Linked DNA regions of Sus scrofa: all the other regions are linked to region 2. Evidence: chromatin contacts called from public HiChIP or PLAC-seq data. All regions are on one chromosome and are shown on one strand. The core of a region is the stretch at or near the end of the contact, and the rest is flanking DNA. Distances in the headings are between cores, read along the strand shown.

Region 1 (4,174 bases), core at 1,643-4,142, 240 kb after region 2:
GATAAATAAATGGAGAAAAGTGGAAGCCGACTATGAATGTAGAAAGAACATTTACATTAGATAATCACCATTTAGCAACCATTATGATAGTAATTAAGCCAGGTAATTAAACCTATGGATATTAAAACTAAGTGAGTGAAAGCTTTATGAGGAGAAAATATAATCTCAAAAGGTACCTATTACAAAATATTTCTGTACTAAGATATAAAAGAATAATGTAAAGAAACTGAAGAAACCTGAGATAACATCTTAATCCAATTATCAAAGTTAAGCTTATCTGAAAAGGGACAAAGTAAACTGTGACTACTTAATAGGAAGGCGTAGAAGAACTGACTATCACTTCTGAGACTGAGACATTACTGCCAAAAATATTTGGCATGCAGTTTTCAAAAGTGTCAAGGACTTGGATATTGCAGAAAGACTGAGGAGCTAGCTATTCCATATCGAAGGAGACTAGAGACACAGAAAATTAAGTGTGTGAGTCTGTACTGGATCCTTTTGTTATGAAGAATGTTATTGGAACAACTGGTAGAAATTGAATGGGTTTTGATATTAGATGATAATGATATATCAATGATGTGTCAGTATATCAGTGTTAAGTTCTTCATCTTGATGGTTTTATTGTTGTCATGTAGAAGAATACCCTTGTCTGGAGGAAATTACAACAGTTTACACACTAAATTGTTCAGGGCTCACATGACAGCATGTTGGCAATAACTTAGTCTAAAAAGTTTCTGGAAATAACAATTTTTGTACTGTTGGCAACTTTTTTGGTAATCTGAAATAATTTCAAAATAAAAATTACCTTTGTTATGGAAAAAATGAATAAGAAGTACCCCTTGCCTTCAGGGGGGCTACTGTATGGTTGAAAGGCCTGGGCAAGAAAGATGAAGTCAGCAGAGTGGAGAGGGAAGCAGTCTGGTGACATGATTAGCAGTATGAGCTCTGAATCCAAATGGCCCATCTTTAGTAGTAGCTCTGCCATTACCAGCTAGGACACCTTAGGGGATGACATAAAGTTTGGGGGCTTAAGTTTTCTTCTTCATAAAAAGAGGATGATGATAGTATATCCTCATAGGGTAATGTGAAGTTTATAGAGCACATGATAAGTACATAATAAATGGTAGAAATTATGTATTGTTAGTTTTGGTGATTAAGCTCACAGTTATTTGTAGTCAGAAAGCTGCATCCAAATTCTGACTGTGCCACTTTCTGTGTGACCTTGAGGCAGTTACTCATTTTTCTTCTTTCTTTTTTTTTTTGTTTTTGTTTTTTTTTCTGAGGGGGGTTGGCTTAACTATTTTTTTTTTATTTTTGTAAGATTTTTCTAGCATAGTCGATTTACAATGTTCTATCAATTTCTGCTGTACAGCTAAGTGACCCAGTCATACATATACATGTACATTCTTTTTCTCACATTATCTTCTATCATGTTCCATCATAGGTGATTAGATATAGTTCCCTGTGCTATACAGCAGGATATCATTGCTTATCCACAAGTTACTCATTTTTCTAAGGCTTAGGTTCTCCATTTAAAATACAAATAAAAATCATGTTAATAATAGCTAATAACAGAGCAGGTATGAGAATTAAATAAGATAGTGCAAAATGCTTAGCACATTATATGTATTTTATGTGTTAGTTAATGCCACATAAATACAGGATGAAATATAAAATTCTATCAGAAACATGAAAAGCATATGGCAGTTCTGAGGAGAAGTAAGAACCATCCTGTAGAAAGGAGGGGAAAAGTTGTAGAATCCTCTGGAGCAGTTGAGGGATTTTTACTATCCTTTAGCGATCCTTTCATAGCACAAAGGAAATGAATCCAACTAGGAACTATGAGGTTGCAGGTTCGATCCCTGGCCTTGCTCAGTGGGTTAAGGATTTGGCGTTGCTGTGAGCTGTGGTGTAGGTCGCAGACTTGGCTCAGATCTGGCTTTGCTGTGGCTCTGGCGTGGGCCAGCAGCTGTAGCTCCGATTAGACCCCTAGCCTGCGAATCTTCATGTGCCGTGGGTGTGGCCCTGAAGAGTCAAAAGACAAAAAAAAAAAAAAAAAAAAAAAAAAAGATGCTAAGGTTAGAAGTAGGATAGTTGACAAGGAAATGGGTAAAAGAAATATGGTGGTCAAGGGGAAAACAGGAGTCAACAGTGATTTCTCAGCATTAATAGACAACTTGTAGCCAAGAAAGTAGAGCCAGTGTGGGGAAAAGACATTGAACTGAGGTGTTGATGGTACATTAGCAGGCAATGAAACTGGCTCTAGAGAGAAATATTTTCTCTAGAGAAAGGAGACTGGAGCAAACATAGACACTGAGCTGATGACATAAATGTGTGAATGAATGAGATTTCCAAGGAAGATTTCCATAGAAGAAAGGAGTTGGGCAGAACGTGGGAAAGCATCTTCTTGTTGGGAGGACAAGGGGGAGATGGGAGGATGAGCAAGAGAGAGAGAAGCAGTGAGTGAGTCAGGAAGGTGCCAGTTAAGGGAGTAGCTCAGAGAAAGAAGGCAGAAGGTTTAGAAGAATAAAGCCTGGGAAAAAGATGCTGTATTAGTTAGCTGGTCCTTGCTGAGTTGCAGAAAGGGGTTAAGTGGCAAGGAGGGCAAATCTGTATAAAGGGGCAGAACCTAGAGGAAATTTCCTGAGGAAATTCTAATGCCAAGGCAGAAACACCAGTAAGCCAATTAGCCTTCAGTTCCAAGTCCCTTACCTTCTAGACCTTTCCCAAGCCCCAGGATTTACTAGCAGTGCCTTCCCTTGGTTATGTAATCTGTAAAACTCTCACATGTAAGATATTTGACTTAGTCTATTCTGGCTGCTTTAACACAGTTCTATAGACTGGGTGGCTTAAACAACAGAAATGTATTTCTCACAGTTTTGAAACCTGGAAGTCTGATGTCAGCATGACAGCATGGTCAGGTTGCATCTTCTTCCTGGTTTACGGACAGCGTTTTCTCTCCCTGTTGCCTCACAAGGTTGGGGGTTGGAGAAGAGAAGGAGAGAGAGAGACCCTTTCATATAAAAGCATTAGTCTTATCAGGAGGGTTCCCCTCACCACCACCCCCCACCATGACCTGATCTACCCCTAATTACTTCCCAAAGGACCCATCTCCAAATACCATCACACTGGGGATTAGGCTTTCAATGTGTGGGTTTTGGCAGAAAGCAACCATTCAGTAAATAAAACACAATATTTAAGTGCAATCATTTGAGACCACTGCAATCTTTCTATTCAGACCCTCCTTCACTCTCAATTCCCCTGCTGTTGTGAATAGCATTTAAGTATCCACTTAGGGAACTAAAGTTAGGGTTTAAGGGAATATACTGTGTGGTTCACATCAAGTTAACATATAGTTAAGTTACTACTAATAGTCCCAGGAATTCTCCCTCAACCTACTAGGGCCAGCTCATCAGTCAGTGACACCAAGTGTAAATCTGTCTTTTGACGCCTGGCACTGGGGAAAATGTGGAGGAGAAAAGCTTTGAAATATACAGAGCCAGAACCTAGTATGTGAAAATGACCTTTTAATTCTGAGATGTGTAAGATTGGAAAAAGAGGATCTGATTCTTGTCAGGGCCTAGTCAAAATGCAAATTCTCTCCTATCAGATAAAATAACCTAAAATTCATGATCTTGCACTGTGATGAAACATCAGTGGCAAACTGGTTAATGGGTGTCGCCAGCTAAAGGATTTAATATTAGTCACAACACACACACACACACACACACACACACAAAACCTTGAACTGTTCTGAAATTGTTCAGCTCAGATATGAAACTTGATAAGAGATTTTTATAAATTTGAGAAAAAAATTCTTCAGACTTATATGTTACCAATAATGGAGTAGGAAGCTAAAACTTTTCTAACCTGTAAATAATGAACACATTTAAAAAAATTAACTATGCTGAAAGACAGATTGAGCCCTTACCAAATGAAGAAGGAATCAAAGAGAACGTGGTAAAAATAAGGGGGAAAATGTTATGGAGGCCAGATAGTTTTAAAATATTACATTATTTTCATATATTTTTAATGTTTTTTTATGATTTTTAATTTTTCCATTATAGCTGGTTTACAGTGTTCTGTCCATTTTCTACTGTACAGCAAGGTGACCCAGTCACACACACATGTATGTGATCTTTCACATTATCATACTCCATCACAAGTGACCAGA
Region 2 (4,353 bases), core at 1,212-3,711:
TTATGGAGCAGCCTTTCTGCATGGTAGCTCATGGGAAGTACTGTTGATTGGGTAACGGAGATTCGTGCCCAGTTACCTATCAGGTCTGCCATTGTGTGTTTCATGGGTTGATCTGTATGCCCCTCAGGTTCCTTGTGAGCTTAAACATCGAGAATAGCTTAAAAGTGGACAACTATTTCTCTCCTGTGCTATTTGCTCAGTCTGGCCTCTTGATTAACTCCCATGCCTTCTAATCTCTTCCTCCTGTTATTCTCACCTTTGCTTGTGTATCTGTGCTGTCACAGCCACTCCAAAGGCCAGCATTGTCTTCACTTTCCCATCTGGATTCTCTTTTGCTGAAATTCTCTAAGACTTGAGAATATCTTTTTCACTATTCACCTTTTTATTACATACAGTTTTATACTGTTTGCTGGTTATTTGTCTTGGTAAATTTTTTTTTTTGCTCCATTCAGCTGAAAACTGCTTTAGTGTAGCTTGATGTTGTTGCCAGCAGAGGCATTCCAGTGCCTCTCCTGGAGGCCCTGGCTCTGCCATACCAAACTAACTGTGGGCAAGTTTAAAAAAATGCTAAACCTTAAATATAAAGTGGGAAAAATAATAGTGCCTATCTCTAGAAAATAGAGAAAATGTATTTGAAACTCTTTGTGCCTGACAAACATAAGCCTGAGTATGCGATAGTTATTATTTTCAAGAACAGTTTTGATCAGAACCTGTTGAAACTAATTTATTTTCCACCCAAAGCCTATATAATGACTGATACTTTGAGGTCTATCTCATGTCATTGGATAATTATGATTGGTTTAGCACAAAGTCACACTCTGCAAGGTTCTTGGAACCATTCTTCCACCATGAGTACAGAGAAGCCAAGGCAGGCACTGACATTGTGGTCTGTTCAGCAATGTCTTGTGGCCCGAATGAACCATGAGGGCTTATGAATTGTCCTAAAACACAAAATGTGATTTGTTAGACCTTAACTAATAAACGGAGTGTATTTTTGGTGCCATCATACCCAGACTATAAGGTCATTGAAATAAATCTGAGGCATATCTCCTGAAAGATGTCTACTCATTCCTCTGCCAAAAGAAAAAAAAAAAAAAAAATACAACCCTGTCTCCTCAACACAATAACTGAGGAAGTATTTGTTTTAAAACCATTCCATTCTGCTTTCTTAATTTCTTGTTATCTCATCCCAGAAACTCTGAATTAACATGGCAAAAGTCCACTGTTTTGAGTTCAGGAAAAACAATATAATTCTTCTATATCTTTTCACAGACTTTGCTTGTTGGGCCAGAAGCCCGACTCATTTGGACACAGCTGTACTCTGAACTTACATCACTAGTTAACATTTCCACTTCTAGGCATTCATGTGGCTTATTTGTTCCAGAGATTTTCTGTTCCCTGATTAAATGTTTCACTGTGCTGTACCCACAGACTCATAAACTAGTTCACTGGCTGATTTTTCAAGACTGGGATTTAAAGAGCCAGTGACCTATTAAAAAACTTCATTTTTTTTTATCAATTAGATATGAAGCCTGCCCTATACACAATCTCAGTGTATGTTAAGTTTTTGTATTTGATCCTACATTTCCCTCTGTGAGGCTCTTTCCACTCATAGGGAGCTAAATTTATAGGGTTCATCTGGTGTCCCATTCTTAATCTGGGGAGCTGTACCCTAATCCTTATTAAGGCATTAGTAGCTGATTATGGGTTGACCATTCACATCTGAAGCTTGTGTGACTGAAATTTGGAAGTATTTAAAACCCTCCAAGAATGAAATTATAATGACAGTGTGACCTGGATGAATCAGGTTTTATGATAGTAGAGATTTTACCAGTTATAGTGTTTTGGGGCAACAGGCCTTGATCTTTTTTCCCAAACTGAATTTTTCTTGTTGGGGTCTATACCTACTAAGGGCTTCTGTTGTGTTTCCCATGAAGAATGACTAAGTCTTTGATTGGGAGTTGTTCCTTGATTAAAACAGGAACAGTGCAGAAAGAAATAAGCCTGCCCATCGGAGAACAGTTAAACACTGGTACTGCTCACAGCAGGGTGGTGTGGGGAACTGGCTTCTGGGACAGCACAGGAGCACAGTGCAGTGTTGGTGACTGTCATGCTGGTGAAATACCATGACATCTGAGGCCCCATGACATCTCTGTGTGGAAACATTTATTTCACAAGTGCAGACACTGATACCCTGGTTCTAGTGACCTTAAGACTTTCACTTCTATTTGTGCCTCTCTGAGATTCAGAGTGTGGGAAAGATGATTTTCAAGTTTCCATCCTTCTCACACTGATCCCTGCTGAATATTGGGATCGTTTCTGACCAGTACACCAGAGATGCTTCGGAGGTAGAGAGAAGCTTACCTCTAATGGACAAACAGGATGGGGCTGTATGGAGCAGTGAGATTGGCTGGAGAACTCTCTGAGTCATGTGCCAGACTGCTCTGCTGACATCTAGCTGAAGCCAGACAACCCTGCTCAAGACCAGGGTGCTGACCTAGGAAGGGTGGGTCCTGAGAGCTCACTGCTATGACACGTAACCACCCAGATCACTGGTTTCTTGAGTCATGTTACCACTTGCTCCTCTACTTCCAACCCTCCTGCTCTCAGGCACACCCAGCCAGTGACTGGGTCAACAATTGAAGTCTGTGAATCTGGCAGACCTTTCTCACGGATAAGGGGCAGCCTATGCTGTGGCTACTGTGGTGACTGGCATGTTCTTTAGGATGGCCACGCACAGGAAATACACTTCTGCTGTAGAGACTATCTAGTATTTTATGTTAATTCTGGTGTGTGGTCCCTGCAGAATCTTGGTACGATGAGGAAAATGGAAGGCATCACATTTTGATACATGTCATGACATCTTTAAGGGATGAGAAAAGCCTCTAATTAGCTTGTACCTATTTGGAATGCTTTCAGAAGTTTTGTGTTACCTCCTATAAGACATTGTTAGAGAGCCTGACCAGTGTTACACTCCTGCATTTTTAGAGTACATGTGGAGTGTTTTCTCTATGAGAATGTGAGCTACTTTGGGAGACTTGGTTATTTCTTCTTCAGAGTCTAGTAACATTGTTCAGTAGAATTTTTTGTGATCATGGAATTGTTCTATAATTAGCTACTAACCTCCTATGGCTATTGAGTGCCTTGAAATGTGGCTAGTGTGACTGGGAACTGGATTTTTGGTGTCTTTAATTTTGCCTTAATAGCCGTGTGTGAATATTGGCTACCACACTGGACAACACAAGTTTGGAATACTATTTCCTGGCTTATGGGAGGCAGACTAAATCACTATATGTTGAATTGAATTTACCATTCTTCAAGGCACTTGCCAAAATACACTTTTGCTATGTGTTTTTCAGATTTCTAATGTAACTTACTCTCAGTAATTCTAGATTGTCTATTTGTATGACACTTCAATAAGAATTTATTCTACATCTGGACCTAGACAGTCACTGTTACTGGAGCAGTGTTTCAGGGACTCCCAGGGCATAGGGAAAGAAAAATCCCACAATGATGCATAACGCTTCTGCTGTTTCCATAAATATACTTTCTAGATCCTCTCTGCCTTCCACAGTTCTTCCTAGATCATTTCCCAGTGAAAGTGGGAAATTGGATATTTCATAAATATTTTGACTTTCTTTCTGCTGCTGGGGAGGAAACAGAGTAGCACTTGCCACTGGAAGATGTCTGGATTTGAATCTCAGATCTGTGACTTCGGAAGAATCATTTAAATCTTTATAACTTCAATGTTTCTTTATCGAATGGAAATAAGAGGAATTCTTTCAGTCCTTTGTGCCTTTCAGAGTAGAAGTGTAAGAATCTTTGGCTTAAAGTGTGCAAATCTTCCTGAGCTATGAAACCCTGTACAAATATTTATGGCTGTGGCTATCATTGTTTTTAATTTCAGATGAAATCAATGCATTTGTGTAGGCCTCCGTGGTATATTTCTCCATGCCCCAACTTAATCATTCAGCCACTGCCTATGATAGTGACTTATCACTGAAAATATACAGGATCTTAGTAGACTGTGTTGTATGCCTCATAATCATGAATTAGTGTTTGTTGAATGCCAGACTGCATGGTATAGCACTGATCTCTGTGTAGTAGGTTGGCTAAACAATGACAACTTCTTGTGCCAGGAGAAAATTTGAAGAGTTCCCACTCATACTCAATATTGACTTGATGATTTACTTGCTTCCTGAGATATGGAGAGCTCTTAATTCTGGTCGTACGTATTAGACAGATTCATTGCATGACCCGGATAATTTATTTAGTCTATGTTTAGATGATCTAGAAAGGAAATTAAGTTTGTGATAGAAATTTTTGATCTCTTTCAGGTGATTTTTAACTGTA
Region 3 (4,174 bases), core at 887-3,386, 220 kb after region 2:
CTCACTCAAATCTGCATAACAAAGGCCCTGGCTTTGAGGAGAAGTGGAACTCCTCCGTGGATTCCTGGTCAGGTGGCAGGGCAGTCCCCTTCATGGACAAAGCTTGTTTCCTCATTTTCCTCTTTTTCTTTTTTTCTCTTTTAAAATTCAGACCAGAACAAGATGACCTACTTAACTCTTCACAAGCTTATGGCTTTTTAGTAAGAGGGTTACTGAGAGGGTTTAGGCCAGAACTGTCCAGTAGAAACTGAATGCAAGCCACAGATGTGAACCACAGGAGTGATTTTATTTTATTTTATTTTATTTTTTTTTAGGAGTTATTTTAAATTTCCTACTAACCACATGAAAATAAAAAGTAAGAAGAGGTGAGATTAATTTTAATAATATATGGCATTTAAACCAACATATCCAAAATACTAATCACCTCATTATGTAATCAATAATATAAATTTATTAATGACATATTTTACATCTGTTTTTCACATTTCAATTTGTATTAGCCACATTTCAAGTGCTCAGTAGTCACATGTGTCTAGTGGCTACTGCATTGCATAGGGCAGCTTTAGGACTAAAGCTTTCCCTTTCCACCCCACCCCCACATCTTTTAAAGCCGTAGGAATAAGCTAAATCATCAATCCCAAATTCTTCATATCAGGAAAATGAGACCCAAACAGACAGTAAATTGTCCAGCAAGTTAGTGCCACAGCCAGAACTCAAACTCAGTTCCCTAATTCAATTCATTATTCTTTTCAATTCAACATCTAATTTATGGATTACAATTTACAAAAAAAGGTATTAGAGCTCAAATAAGTGAAGTCACAGTACATCTCACTGGGAGAAATTGATGAATTCCTTAAGGAGTAAAATGACACATTACTGACATGATCATGTGATAGGCAAGGTAATGAACTGGCCCCATTAATACCATAAGAAACCATTTTTCTGGGAGTTCCTGTGGCTCAGCAGGTTAAGGACCAGACATTGTCTATGCGAGGATTCAGGTTCAATCCCTGGCCCTTAACCTGAGGGGGTTAAGGAACTGGTGTTGCTGGGGTTGTGTTGTAAGCAGGCAGCTGCAGCTTCGATTTGACTCCTGGCCCAGGAACTTCCATATGCTGTAGGTGTAACCGTAAAAAGAAAAAAATTTTTTTCTGAGTTTTTGGGAAAAAAAAAAAGCCTAGAGACCTGGTTTGCCATGAGGAAGAAAAAAAAGTCTGTAAAAATCCTTTAGTATTTCTCAAATTGATATTAATGACTCTTGCAGTACTATCCCTGGCCCACAGAGTCTCTAACAGACATTTGCTAAATCATTTTAAGCACTTAGTATTTACTAAGAATAGACAATTAATTAGAAGAAGTATTGGAAACTTTTTAGTGTAAACTTTACATAAGACAGTGGTAGCAAAGTGCCCAGCATGCTCAATAACTCAAGTTTGAATACTTCCCCTTCCTTTTCATGGTTCAGATGAGAAAATGACTTGCTCAAGGCCACACATCTGCTAATTTGTAGAATCCAGGTCTCTGTATACTGCCTAGTGATTTTTTTAAAAAGCATGGTATCAGTTCCTCTAATGAGACAGAATTGAATCCATAGCTAAGCTATGCCTTGTGAATGGAGGAAATTTGGAACCTCAGGATATGACATCTGAATTGGAAATTTGGGAAAGCATTTACTGAGCCTGAGAGAATTGTTTATTTCTTGAAAGTGCTGTTAAAAAGCTACAGGAATGCAGTTATTTTGGATTTATTTTAGTGCTCTGGTATTTTTAGAATTTCCTCATAAACACCTCCCTTGAGGAACATACAACACTTGGCATGCCGAGGTACCTCAAGATGCCTTTAGCAAATACAGTTGACAACTTGACAAGATATCTGGATTTGTGTGTTTCTGAGAAAGCCCAGGTGCTTATTCAAGATATTCTTGCTTTTTGACTCTTTAGGTTGACTCATTCTTCCTCTCTTTCTTGAGCTCAAACAGCTTCCTAGCACTGAACCTGGCCAACTGTCAAGATGGAGTTATTTCTGCCCAAACACACTGCTAGGCCCCGGACTACCAGTTGTTCAATACAGATCCTGCATTTCTGACTTTTGAGGGCATGTTTGTAAAGTGAGGGCTGTGGCAGCAAGGGCTGTGGCACTCCACGCCGAGAAATTTAATGAAATCAGGACACCATATAACTTGGTCTAGTTCAGTGATGTTGCTCTGAGAAGTGAGGTGGAAGAAAATATCCCCAGGATAAAAAGGAACAGGATGAAAAATCCTGGTTAAAAAACAAGATATGGATTTTTCCTTCCCAGACAGATTGTTAAATAGGCTTTACTTGTTCAGTGGGGTCTGGTAATGAAAGTTGACAGGATATTAAGGTTATTTCAGGTTCTACTGTCTCCCAGGGTCACATAAGCCTTCTGTTATGCATGTTAATCCATCTCAGCATTCCTGCCAGGAGCTGCCTAAGTAGGGCAATCGGTTTAGTATGCACCCTTTCCCTTTACAGTTTAGTTGAGAGGCAAAACCTACCAATTAGCAGAATATGCATGGAAAATCAAGTGATGTTTTTCTGTTCTAAAGACATAGCACCAAAATTTGTGATTAATAAATGATTACTCCAACTGCTATTTCCTCAGAAACGCAAAGCAAAAGGAAGAAAGCCATCCTTCCCTCCTTTCCTTATTTCTTTTTTGGTATGTGCATGTGCATATACACACATGTGTACATCTGTGTATGTATATAAAACTAGATGATGAATTTAGCATTGTAGACTGGAAATTCTGGTTGTCCCCTGCCAAGCCTAGCTCACATTCTATCTTTCCCCCTCTTTAGGCAAATTGCTACATTGTCTGCAGGCTCTCCACCAGCTACCCCGTTAGTTAGGGAAAGGGAACAGCATCACAAAGAAATACCAGAGATGTAATTAAATCTTGATGAAAGAGAGATTGCAGAGGTGTGATTCTAGAACTAGTCTATTAGCAATTGTGTGTCACCACCAACATTATTCTGGACAGTTCCTTGAAGGAGACTGTAAACTTCTTGTGATTATAAAATAACTGGAACAACCTATCCTGGTGGTTGCTATTTTGACCTTAAGCTGATTGTTTTCTGCACAAGTGATGACAGTAACAGCAAAAGCAAAGACTTTGGAATTCACCTGATTGAGTTAGAATCCAGCTTTACCACTTACTAAGTATGTGATCATAAGGAAATTACTTAACCTCTGTTAAGTCCCAGTTTTCTCACACGTAAAAGCAGAATAATCATACCCTTATTTTAGGATTCCTATAAAGGTGAATGAGATATACACAATATTTGGCTCTATAATTGGTGATCTATTAATGGCCACTATAGTAATGATAAAGATAAATAAAAATTCGAGATTAGTTCTAGTGAATTGTTGCCACCTTTTGTTTGCTTAAGACTCATGACATTATACCAGAGCAAGGATGCTATATACTCAAACCTAAGTGGTCAGTGTAGAAAAAAAAAAGTACCTCTTTTTACCCACATTTATCTTTGAGCAGAGCTATAAAAATGAGCCCATTCTCTTCCCTTTTGATAAAAGCAAAATGTATTCACTCTAAGTGGCTATTAGAAGGCCAATCTCTGTACAGCCCATTCTATATAATAGGTACTCAAAACTCATTCACTCTATAATGGCTTAATATTTTCTGTACAGTGACTAGTGGTGGTGTAGTCTCCTAATAAAACATTACATCAACTCTCGAACCTCTGAATCTTTGAAGCAGATGTTTTCCTAACATCCTATAAATACTCCAATCATCTCAAACTGCTGGGATTTCACCTTTGTACCATTTTTAGAAATGTGCCCATTGAGTAATGGGCCTGTCTAATCTGTTTGACGTTTATTGGTGCTCAATGTGTAGCAAGGTTGGAAGAGGTAGCAGAGCACATTCTAAATAAATCAACAGAAGAAAACAAACTAAATCACAGGGGGAAATTACAGTGTCCAAATCATTTATACACTGGTGATTACCATTTCACCTGGGTCCAACCGATGTCACACAACAGTCTCCAAAGCCTTAGGAATCATTCATCAATTTAGCTAAGTCTGCTCATCCACACTTCTACACTGCATCGATCGGGACGGAGGAGACTTGTAATGGTCTAGTACAGGCAGGCTAATTAGCAAGGAGAAGGGACATGTGGAGAAGAAAATGG

The links. HiChIP or PLAC-seq counts read pairs in DNA pulled down with a chosen protein or histone mark.
Region 1: a contact with region 2 is called in an H3K27ac HiChIP or PLAC-seq map of alveolar macrophages. The contact joins two enhancer-like sites. A contact is called at or near these places in 2 of 2 datasets of contacts at active chromatin or transcription factors (alveolar macrophages and skeletal muscle).
Region 3: a contact with region 2 is called in an H3K27ac HiChIP or PLAC-seq map of skeletal muscle. The contact joins two enhancer-like sites. A contact is called at or near these places in 1 of 47 Hi-C or Micro-C datasets (skeletal muscle) and 2 of 2 datasets of contacts at active chromatin or transcription factors (alveolar macrophages and skeletal muscle).

What each region holds. Positions count from the first base shown.
Region 1 is chr13:115,969,694-115,973,867 of Sscrofa11.1, forward strand. All of the region lies in intron 2 of LOC106505748 (a long non-coding RNA gene), which reads left to right. Among named protein-coding and RNA genes, the nearest start is that of TBL1XR1, 480 kb to the left of the region's middle. Within about 2 kb of position 2,893, at least 1 of the 83 cell types and tissues checked has an H3K27ac peak or open chromatin away from gene starts, as enhancers often do. A contact at or near this core is called in alveolar macrophages, where this site is marked.
Region 2 is chr13:115,726,545-115,730,897 of Sscrofa11.1, forward strand. The region is part of intron 1 of LOC106505748 (a long non-coding RNA gene); the gene reads left to right. LOC110256521 (a long non-coding RNA gene) reads left to right here. Exons shown (of 2, transcript XR_002338117.1): 2 at 1-1,117. Among named protein-coding and RNA genes, the nearest start is that of TBL1XR1, 240 kb to the left of the region's middle. Within about 2 kb of position 2,462, at least 31 of the 83 cell types and tissues checked have an H3K27ac peak or open chromatin away from gene starts, as enhancers often do. A contact at or near this core is called in alveolar macrophages and skeletal muscle, where this site is marked.
Region 3 is chr13:115,946,260-115,950,433 of Sscrofa11.1, forward strand. The region is part of intron 2 of LOC106505748 (a long non-coding RNA gene); the gene reads left to right. Among named protein-coding and RNA genes, the nearest start is that of TBL1XR1, 460 kb to the left of the region's middle. Within about 2 kb of position 2,137, at least 5 of the 83 cell types and tissues checked have an H3K27ac peak or open chromatin away from gene starts, as enhancers often do. A contact at or near this core is called in skeletal muscle, where this site is marked.